Regions from separate parts of the Arachis hypogaea genome. Here region 2 is linked to region 1. The links are chromatin contacts, called in public Hi-C maps. All regions are on one chromosome and are shown on one strand. The core of a region is the stretch at or near the end of the contact, and the rest is flanking DNA. Distances in the headings are between cores, read along the strand shown.

Region 1 (5,388 bases), core at 95-2,594:
AGAGTTGAAAACTTGAAATAGTAAGAGCGATAAAAATCACGATTCTTATAATTTTGTGTGGCCATCTATATATAATAGACCAGACAACTATCATTATCTAACAAAATTAATTTGTATTTATTGCACTCAACTTGAATAAGTAAGAAATTATCTTATTTTAATTTAGTCATTAATTCACATAATTTGAATTTAGCTCAATATATATGATTTATTTTTATTTAATTATTAGTTGAAAATATCTCAATTGTCTATTTTATTCATAGATTTATTATTTTAATAACTAATAAATTAATCAAATTAATTAATTAGTACACACAATAAATTTAGTTTAATAAATTAAAAGAAATAAATTAAAAAATACTATCAGAATATTACAATAAATAATTTAGGAAATATTACCAAAGCAAATTGATATAAATTATAATAAATTATATATCTAATCAAATCAATTAGTTGATATAGTTAGTTTATCGTAATAACTTGTATTTAATGAGTTAAAAGAAATAAATAGGGAAACACTCTCAGAAGCATGCCACGTCAGCTCCATCATTAAGTGCAAAAATCTGATTTTTATATAGATATAATAGATATAATAGATAATAGATAATAGATATAATAGATATAATAGATAATAGATAATAGAATAGATAGATATTTAATGAGTTTAAAGAAATAAATAGGGAAACACTCTCAGAAGCATGCCACGTCAACTCCATCATTAAGTGCAGAAATCCGATTTTTATATAATATATAATATAATATAATATATAATAGATATAATAGATAATAGATAATAGAATAGATAGATATTTAATGAGTTAAAAGAAATAAATTGGGAAACACTCTCAAAAGCATGCCACGTCAGCTCCATTATTAAGTGCAGAAATCCGATTTTTATATAATAGAATAGATTAGTGGAATTGAAATTAAGATTTTATTTTATTTAGTACTATTTATATTTTATTGGTTTGTTAATTTAATTCTTTAAGACAAAATATTAAAATATTCAATAATTATTAGTATGATTATATTTGTGTAGATTTGATGAAGAATTCACAAGTTGTAACCTTCGAAACTCCACCAAAAAATATGTTAAAATTTAAATATAAATATCATTATATAATTTTATATTTAAATTATTGGTTCCTTCAAAAATTCTCTTCAAGCTTCACCACTTAAGAAGGGGTCGAAAACCCAAAAGAAACCCAACTGACAAAAAAAGGAACATCCATAAGGAAAAAAAAAAAGAACAATAAACATAGGCAAAATAAAACAGTGAAGTTTTTATTGTTCTTAGGATAAATATTTTTCAAGCTACAGAAAAGGGCCGAAGGTCCAAAAAAGAAACTAAAGAACAACAAACATAGATAAAGCGAATAGAGACCCCATAAAATATCATTTCTAAGGCTCATTTGATTAAGACAAAAACAAAAAGCTAATTTGATTTGGGTTTGTTTTGGACAGGTTTCGTCTTCAGCTGAATTTTAAACTTGTGAGATTGTTGAAATTTTGGGCTTTACTAGTTTTCGAGTTTGCTGGTATGTGAGATTTTTTTATTGTTTTGGATAGAAAAAATTGAACTAAAGGGTAAAAGATAAATAGGTCCCTGACTTTTTAAAATGCGGACATTTTCGTCCCTCAAGATTGAAAAAATACATTTCGATCCCTCACATTTTAAAACGGCGGACAATTATACCCCTCCGTCCATTTTGGGCCAAAAACGGCAACGGAACCAGCTGACATGGAGGGGTAGAGAATGACGTGTCCGTTACACTTGCTGAAGTGGATTGGGACGAATTTTTAGTGGACAAATTCGTCCCTTAAGTGCAAAACAATTATTCTTCCCTTATTGCTGAAATTAGCACAGAAACAATTATTCACAAGTTAAATGTGAACATACAATTTAGGATCTAATCCCAATTCTGAATCCTCTTTCTTCAACCTCATAATAAAACATTACTCTTATTAATTCACCCACTCACATAACAAAAGAAAAGTCTATACAATAATCAATGCAAGCCACCAAGAACTGAATAAGTGGGTTGAATCATTGCAAAAAGCGCCTTTGACCATCCAAGAAGAAAACAGAACAGATCATGCCACTCAACTCTAAAGGATGAAGGAACAAACCTAAGGTACAAACTCAGAATTTCTAAGAAACAACCAAGTTGAACATTCATAAATACTAAAACACGTAAGAATGGATCCATGTATTCATTTCAAATTTATATTTAAGAGTTCAAATTAAAAATAGAGCACAAAATTATTTTATCAAAACAAAATCAAGCAACTAAGAATCATAAAAGTTACATTACATAAGCAATAGAAGAAAGTATAAAAAAAAAAAAAAAATCAAGAATAGAAAATCACACAAAAATCACCATGAACAACCGAGAGAGAATAAGTAAATACATCTTTCAACTAATGGTGCAATTTAGTAGCAAAGGACCAAAACACACGACAGAAAGAACCTACTTGTTATTGGGGCATTTCATCAAGTATGTTAAACGCAGTCATGTAAAAAAAAAATACATTGACCAAACGCATCAATTTATCATCCCCGTGAACACTACGATAAGATCAAGAGAAACTATAACCAAAAAGAAAATACCTACGACAAGTTAAGAGGAAGAAAGAAGCGAACCAGAGAGGCACAGAGAGAGATAGAGAGGAAAAGCGAGCGGCGACTGAGATGGCGTAGCGACGACAGAGACTATGGCGACTGAGGGGCTTAGCATGAGCCACACCTCCCAAAGTGTTTCCAGGTCTTGTGCATGAAGAACCCCCCACTCGCCATGGACGATCGCACAAGCAGCAGGCATGGCTTCCGCCTTGCATTTTGATGAAATAGGGCTCACTCATGCTTACGGCGTCGTTTTGCACTTAAGGGACGAATTTGTCCACTAAAAATTCGTCCCAATCCATTTCAGCAAGTGTAACGGACACGTCATTCTCTACCCCTCCATGTCAGCTGGTTCCGTTGCCATTTTTGGTCCAAAACGGACGGAGGGGTATAATTGTCCGCCGTTTTAAAACGTGGAGGATCGAAATGTATTTTTCAATCTTGAGGGACGAAAATGTCCGCGTTTTAAAAGGTCAGGGACCTATTTGTCTTTTACTCTTGTCTAAATTACACTTACCATTTACCACGGTTCTAACTTTCGAATTGACCAACTTACATAGTTACATTAACTTTCTTCAATTACCTCTTTTTACTTAAGGCCAATTCTATGATGTAGATAAGAGAGATTTTTTATACCTATAGATTTAACTATTTAAGTTGTTCAAATACATTATTTAACAAGTGTCTCTGAAAAAGGATAAATACAGTTGTGTTGCAGGGTCTTATAGGAAGCTTCACATGATATCTGATTTATACTTATAATATGTAATTAAGTTGATTATCATTAATAGAGACGACAAAAAAAATTCGTACAAAAAATTATTCGTGACAAGGAGGCTAATGGAGACCATAAAATTTTTACGGAAATAGGAATCCGCTCCCACAAATAAATGGAAATAAAGGCGATTGTTCTACGAAAATCCATAAAATTCTCGAAAAAAAATTATTTAAATATTCTTATATATAAGTTGTATAAGTAACTCTAATTTATTTTATTTTAATTTATATGTTACAAATTTGTGTGTATGTTATTTGAATTTGTTGGCCTCCCACATGTTCAATCTTCTTTAGTACAAAAAAATAGATTTCTCTTTACAAGGAGGATATTTCGACTACCAAAGATTTCAATTACCGAAACAAGAATGGATAAAACAGAAATCAAAGAAAGATGGTACAAGGAGCGTCAAAGTCGAAAGGTAGTTATTACATTTCCTTAAGCATCAAGGTTTACTTCTCGACCATCAGAACTAAGTGGAGAACATGGATGCGGAATTCAAGGAGTAAGCTGAAGAGACATGGGACTTGAAGACCAAGAGAGACGTGGATGTCAAAATTTGGGGATCAAAATTCCTCATGGTCAGGACAAGGTCATGGCTATAAAAAAGAGGAAGTAAGGTAGTGGACAACATCCTCCCGGGCAAGTTCATCTCCATGGCTTGTAAGTAATAGAAACTTAGAAGAGTTTTGGAACTTCAACTAAGAACACTAGATCATCACATAAACTCATAGATTCCCAGTCTCTGTGACATAACGAAAGAATATGGAATGCAAGTGCATGTGAGTGTTAGAAGTCAATTTTTAACTTGTTTTCTTTTGCTTATTTGATTCATTGACGTTTATTTCATTTGAATTTTGTTATTATTTTGCTATTATTTTGCTTTGATCAATGTTTTATATTTTTGTTGTCTTCTTTATCTAATTGTTTATTCCCTTGTTATTCAACCACTGGTGATTCCTACGTAAGATTGCTTTGACACTATAATAAAGTAATTTCCGGATCAACCCACTCTTTTTTCAGAGGAGTCGTATTTGCTCCCCAATATTTAAGATCTTGATACAAGCTCAATTTTGACACCTTGTCGAGACACTCTGTCGAGATTACAAAAATTGAGTGAAACAAATTGGCACGTCTAGTGGGATCCTGGGTTAAATTTTTGTTAAGTTGTGTATGCATTTACGCAGTGATAAATTAATCTTGACGGATAGAGTTTCAACTTCGATAGATACGTCAAATAATAATAGTAAAAATTCCATTAGAAGCCCTGAAATAGAGGCAGTCTATTCGACCAGTCTTTCGAGCCAACGGTCGACAGAATATATTTCAATCGCCATACCCGTCAAATGGCCTTAATATGGATTACCTCCAAATTATTCACCGCCTCTGAAGAATCCTAATGCCATATATTATATATATATATGCTTGAGGTATTAACACTATATAAAATAATCTTTTATATAGTCAGACACCTTCATCAAGTTCTCCTTCAATGGGTACAGACATTCAATACTATCCTTACATGGCAAATTATAATGCCTATCAACCCTTAATAAACAACCTTCTATATCTTGAGACTGTTTTTATACCACAATCTATTCTTACGGTGTTGAATGTCATTTCGACACAGGGTGTAGGAGTCCCTAGAGTGTCGATAAGAGGGACCCATACATCAATATTGCCGGAGATGTCGAGGCAGATACCTGTAGGGACATCTTCGCCTAATATAGTCGAGTCTTTAGCTATATTTAGACAACAAATCGAGGATATCCATCATGATCTAGTAAATATGCTGACTTAATGGATAGCTACAGTATTAACTCCAATGTTAGAAAATAACAATGCCAGAATAGAGCAAGTTGCTTGATGAGTCGATGATATTGCGGGATCAATTAATCGACCAATAGCCCAACCTTTTGGAGGAGTTCATGGTAATAATCCTCCTATCATTGAGATGATTCAAATGGGATTTTGAACAAAGCGAGAGCAA
Region 2 (5,869 bases), core at 316-2,815, 100 kb after region 1:
TTTTCAAGGCATAGGAAACATGTTTTCACATATATCATATAATAAGGAAGGAATTGTAAAACCATACAAATTTTATAAATAAGTGGGTGAAGAATTGATAAAAACACTCAATTGAGCACAAGATGAATCATAAAATAGTGGTTTATCAACAGTCAAAGTGGTAAACTTCAGGAACATGCTCAGGGCTCAAGCGACCCTCTTCTTTCAGCCCCAAGTATTCAAAATATGCTCTCTCCTTCGTCATCCGCCATGACTCCCCAATGCAGCGAATATAAGTCAAAGCCTTAAAATAAAAAAATCGAACTTTGAATTGAAAGCTACCAAATAAACTAAATTTGCGAGTTCCCACGATTTTTGGATCAGTGGGGAGAAGTTTTTTTCTCCATATATATATATATATATATATATATATATATATATATATATATATATATATACCTGCTTGATGACAAAAGAACCTGTGGAATTGAGAACGATGAAGACGAAGTTAAGGTTGCCAACTCCAACTTCTTTGACGGACAAGGTGTCAAAGTCGTTGCCGATCTTAGAGGAGAGGGCCGGCACTGATTTTATGTATTCGATGAGGCATGAACGAGAAGGTTTTTGAACCGAGATACCCAGATGAAGAATAATTTTGGTTTTTTGTTTTTTTAATATGTTTAACATAGATGAAGAACAATTTTGATTTTTTTTTAATATGTTTTTGCTTTGTTGTTTCAATTATTTGAAACTATAAAATTAGGATTAATTGAATTCTAAAATTTGATTAATTTAAAAGGGTATTTTTGTCTAATCAAATAAAGGAAGGATGTTTAAGTCTTTTTATAAAATTAAATAAATAAATGTTTTTTATTTTTATTTAATTAAAATGGTGTTTTAGTAAAAATGGTGATATACTATATATTTAAAAAAGAAAAAATTAAATATTGACGTGGAAAATAAATTCCACATGTCTTATTGTTATTTGTCCATATTTTAAACGCATCGATACGTATGCATTTATCATCGTACCGTAACAAACACCTAAAAATATTGTTATATAAGAATTGGTACAGAATAATTATGATTTTTTTTTAATTTCTATGAAATTTAAACTAAATCAAATATTTAAATAGTACCATTAAAATTAAAAAGTGCAATCCATCTAATACTTTTTCAATAAATACAACGTAACACTAAAATTTTTAATTCAGTTTGGCTTTTTTAAATAATTATAATTAAAATTAAGATCTATGTTACAAATCTAGCTAATCTAATTTTAGTATAACACACACCACTTCAAAGGTTTAAGTTTCCGCGGCAAGAGTGGTCAAAATGGTCAGTAAGAGAAAAGTTTACAACAGTATTTCCCACTTTGCTGGGCTCACTACTCTCATAACTAATGTGATTCACAAACTCAATAATTGTTCAGGAAGAATATAATGCACTTTAAAATTCATAAAAGTTACATAAGCGTTATATATTAATAAATAATAAAAGTTGATCACAAGACAAAAAGGATAAGCTTAAACTAAATATATGTTAGGTAAATATATCTCTAGAATCTATACATACACGTGGGTTCATCATATTCATATACATGTTCCCATCGTTCTAACTTCTTTGTCTACATATCTTAGCCAGGACCCAAGTCTAGCAGTAATTTGTTGTGCACCACAATTTTAAAATTTAACAATGTTTTATGTTTTTATCCTGAGCATAAAGGAAAACATGGGAGACAAGATAAATGGTTCTACTAAGTACTATCTCACTCTCTGTCGCAGGGTACCACATGTGATGTGCCCTTTCCTCCTTTAGTAGATAAGGCTTTCCATACTTGGAACTCGCCTAATTTTAATTTCGGTCTACATAATTTCATAAAATAAAATAACTATATCTCCATATTATAAGATCCAATTTGGATTTTTGTTAGATGAAAAAATTAGTAAAGTATATAATTAAGATCCAAAATTATTAAAACAACTGGCTTAATAAGAGTTTACTCGCTATAAACAATTATCTTTTGTTTTTGGTTCTTAATTTTTTATCTAATAAAATTTAAAATGTTGTCTATTTTAGTTTTTATTGTTAATTTGTTTTGTTCAATTGGACATTAGTTGTTTTATATTTTGTCGTTAAAAGATTTTAGCGGCAATTACATAATTATTAGCAAAGACCTTTTTAATAGTTACAAAAAGTATATAATTATAATTATAAGATATAATAACAATGAACAAATATATAATTGTCACAAAATATAAATTAAATAAGACATATAGTAGCTATTATATTATTATCACTAAAAATTTATTACAATGATATTAAAAAATGCAGAAAAGGAAATCAAGCTAGCTAGGTGACTTTGGATCCTTTCACATGGACAGCAAAGTGGAAGTAAAAAGAGGAGGTACTAAGAGATAGAAGCTTAAATATCTAGTTAGAAAAGGAGCTGAAACTGATTTATACAACAAAATAACAGAAAATAAGCGTGAAACAGATGTTTTGGAGAAAGAAGGGAGAGTATGGAAGTAGAAAAACAGAAGAGTAGAGGTGTTGAAAGGCTAGAGAGTGCCAGCCCAAATTTGGCACCCCAGTGGTCATGAAGATAATGAATTACCAGATTTTACAAAAACTCCTGAAAGTTCACAACATTAAAGGGATAAAGAATTCCCATTTTTTCGAGTTCTTGTTCTTATGCAAAACTAAGAATCAACACTCGTTTGTGAAGACTCAGAAGAGGAAATGTGATTTTCTAATAGTGTGTTGATTCAACCCCAATAGCACAAGTAATGGACTGACTTTAGCATGGAAGGAGGACGTTAAAGTAGAAATTAAAAGTTGCCATAATTTTTTCATATACTTTAATGTTCAGGAATATGAGAAGCAAATTAAATAGGATATGATAAATGTGCACTTAAATAACTACAATCAGATTAGAGATCATCAATATATAAGGATATTGGACTTAATAAGGAGAGCTGGGGATAGATATCTGGTTATTGGGGATATGAATGCTATAATGGTTGGTCATGAAAAAGAAGTGAGTGAGGGAAAAGTTTCCTCAATCTATGTAGAAGTTTTAAAATTTTATTAATCAAGGCAGATTGGCAAATATGGGTTTTATAGGGGACAAATTTACATGGTGGAATAGAAGCTATCGAGAGAGAGCAATTCGTGAGAGGCTAGACAAAGCACTCATTTCGATCAGACTTAGGGAGAAATACCCTATAGCTACCATTACTCACTTGGAGGATAATGACTCAGACCACAAACCCTTACTACTTCAATCGAACCCTAAATCTTTCAAAACTGAGAGACGGTTCAGGTTTCAAGAAAGGTGGCATGCGGAGGAGCAGATAAATATAATTGTGAAGGAAGCATGACATATGAACATTCAAGGCTATCTTATGTTTCAATTGTTTCAAAAATTAAAATGGTACAGCACTGAAATGGTGAAATGGCAAGCTTTAGGGGCCAGTAACTCGAAGAGAATGTTTGAAACATACACTAGAAACTAAATTGAGAGTAGCAAAAGAAAACCCAGAAAATGTTAAAAGGGAGGAAATTCTGCAAAAAAGAGGAATAATTGAACAATGCCTATAATATGAAAGAATTAGAAAGGGGATTAAAATACTAGATTTTTCACTCAAAAAATAAAGACAAGAATAGGAGGAACAAGTTGTAAATGTTGGAAGATGAAGAAAGTAATTGATGTACTACCCCGACAACAATTAGAGCTAGAGCTCAGAGATATTTTAAGGAGCTTTTCAAGACAAAAATCTAGAGTCAAGTGGTTGAATTGGGAGGGATCAAAGTACTAAATTTTTCACTCAAAAAATAAAGACAAAAATAGGAGGAACAAGTTGTAGATATTGGAGGATGAAAAAGGTCATTGATGTACTATCCCAACAACAATTGGAGCTAGAGCCCAGAGATATTTTAAAGAGATTTTCAAGACAAAAATTCCTCAAAATCTATCTCATCTCTTAATAGATTTTGATCAGAAGGTGACTTCAGCTAATAACCAAAACCTCACATGTTCGGTTAGTGAAGAAGTAATTAAAAGAGCAGTGTTCTCCATCAACCTCGAAGCTGCTTCTGGGGATGTTGGGTTCACTACAAAGTTCTATCAATTTTACTGGGAGACGTTGAAGATTGATGTATGTAAAGTGGTCAAGAGTTTTTTTGGAGGAAGTAAAATGTTAAAAAGTTTCAACCACACTCAGATATGTCTAATTCCAAAGACTCAAAATGCTTCGACCATGGGAGAGATAAGACTGATCAACCTAAGCACAATGTTCTATAAGATTATATCTAAGGTAATAGTTCACAGATTGCAGCCTCTGATATGTCGACTCATAAGCGACAACCAAAGTATGTTTATCTAGAGAAGGCTTATCAGTAATAACGTGCTGGTGACTCATGAATGCATACACTTTTTGAAGAACAAGAGTTATGGTGGATTTGACACAACTTTGAAGCTTGACATGAGTAAGGCCTATGATAGTGTCAAATGGGATTCTATGTGGTTCATGATGAGAAAAATGAATTTTTGTGAAAGATGGATAGAATGGGTTAAAGAATGTGTATTTACTACTTCTTATTCTGTTATTGTAGAAGGGCCGATTGATTTTTTTAAACTAAGTAGAAGACTCCGTTAAGGTGATTCCATCTCTCTCTACCTTTTCTTATTTTTTGCAAAAGAACTTTCCTATCTACAACACAAAAAAGAATAGAATCACCTATACCAGGGGCTGAGACTGAATAATAGATGCCCATCTATTAATCATCTGCTATTCACAGACGATTCTATCCTATTTTGTAAGGCTTCTCATAAGAGTTGTGAGAATTTGCTTAACACGATTCAGAGATACAACGATAGTAGACAAGTGATTAACTTTAATAAATCAGTGATCTTTTTTAGAAAAAAGCCAAAAATACTTCTCAAGACACAAGGACAGAATTGGTATATTTATTAAGTATCCCAAACGTTAACACACAAGATAAGTATTTGGGCTTACCGTCACTAATCCATAGATCTAAAAGGGTGACTTTCTCATACATTAAAGATAAAATGAAGAAAAAATTATCTCATTAGAAAAGACCACTATTGTTAGTGACTAGGAGGGAGATACTAGTCAAGGCAGTTGGCATAGCTATCTCTATCTATACACTAGGTTATTTTAAACTTCCCGATACTTTTCTAAAGGAGCTACATAGATTAATGATATAGTTTTGGTGGGAACAGAGAAAAAATGAGAGAAAAATGCATTGAGTTGGATAGGATACTATATATAGATAAAAGAGTAATGGTGGTTTGGGTTTCAAAGACCTAAGAGACCTCAACTTTGCTATGCTTGTTAAGAAATGATGTAGACTTTTAACTAAACAATATTTATTATTTTACAAGATCTTCAAAAATAAATATTTCAAGCTGACCTCTTTTATGGAAGCCAACATTAGGAATCGTCTATTTTGGGCCTGACATAGCTTGTTGGAGGGGAGAAAAGTGTTGGAAAAGGACATCAAATGGGAGTTTGGAAGACAAGAGCTGGTGAAAATCAAAGATGATCCATGGTTTAGTGAGCTCCCACCTTTCATAATACCAGTAGGAGAATGTCCAAATGAACACCTAATCTGGACAAGACAATAATTGAATGAATCAGGTGATTGGAACCATCAAATTATCTAATGAGAATTTCAGTCCAAATATTGCTCAACCGATTTTACAGATTACAATTGAAGAAGGAAATGATATTATTACCTGGACTAGACACTCATCCAAGGAATACACAGTTAAATCTGGATATTCCATAGCGTTCCCATTCTACTACTCCCCAATTGAAAATTTGCACGAGCAGCATCGAGAGAAACGAATTTGGGAAAGATC

The links. A called contact is a pair of places that touch in the nucleus more often than the background predicts.
Region 2: a contact with region 1 is called in a Hi-C map of an unstated tissue, with 6 times the contacts expected there. The contact joins two enhancer-like sites. A contact is called at or near these places in 5 of 8 Hi-C or Micro-C datasets (leaf and an unstated tissue).

What each region holds. Positions count from the first base shown.
Region 1 is chr17:27,034,042-27,039,429 of arahy.Tifrunner.gnm2.J5K5, forward strand. No RefSeq gene overlaps it. Among protein-coding and RNA genes, the nearest start is that of LOC112765166, 11 kb to the left of the region's middle. Within about 2 kb of position 1,345, at least 1 of the 3 cell types and tissues checked has open chromatin away from gene starts, as enhancers often do.
Region 2 is chr17:27,134,611-27,140,479 of arahy.Tifrunner.gnm2.J5K5, forward strand. It overlaps LOC112766030 (a long non-coding RNA gene), which reads right to left. Exons shown (of 3, transcript XR_011875089.1): 1 at 5,744-5,869; 2 at 5,419-5,616. Among protein-coding and RNA genes, the nearest start is that of LOC112766030, 3.3 kb to the right of the region's middle. Within about 2 kb of position 1,566, at least 1 of the 3 cell types and tissues checked has open chromatin away from gene starts, as enhancers often do.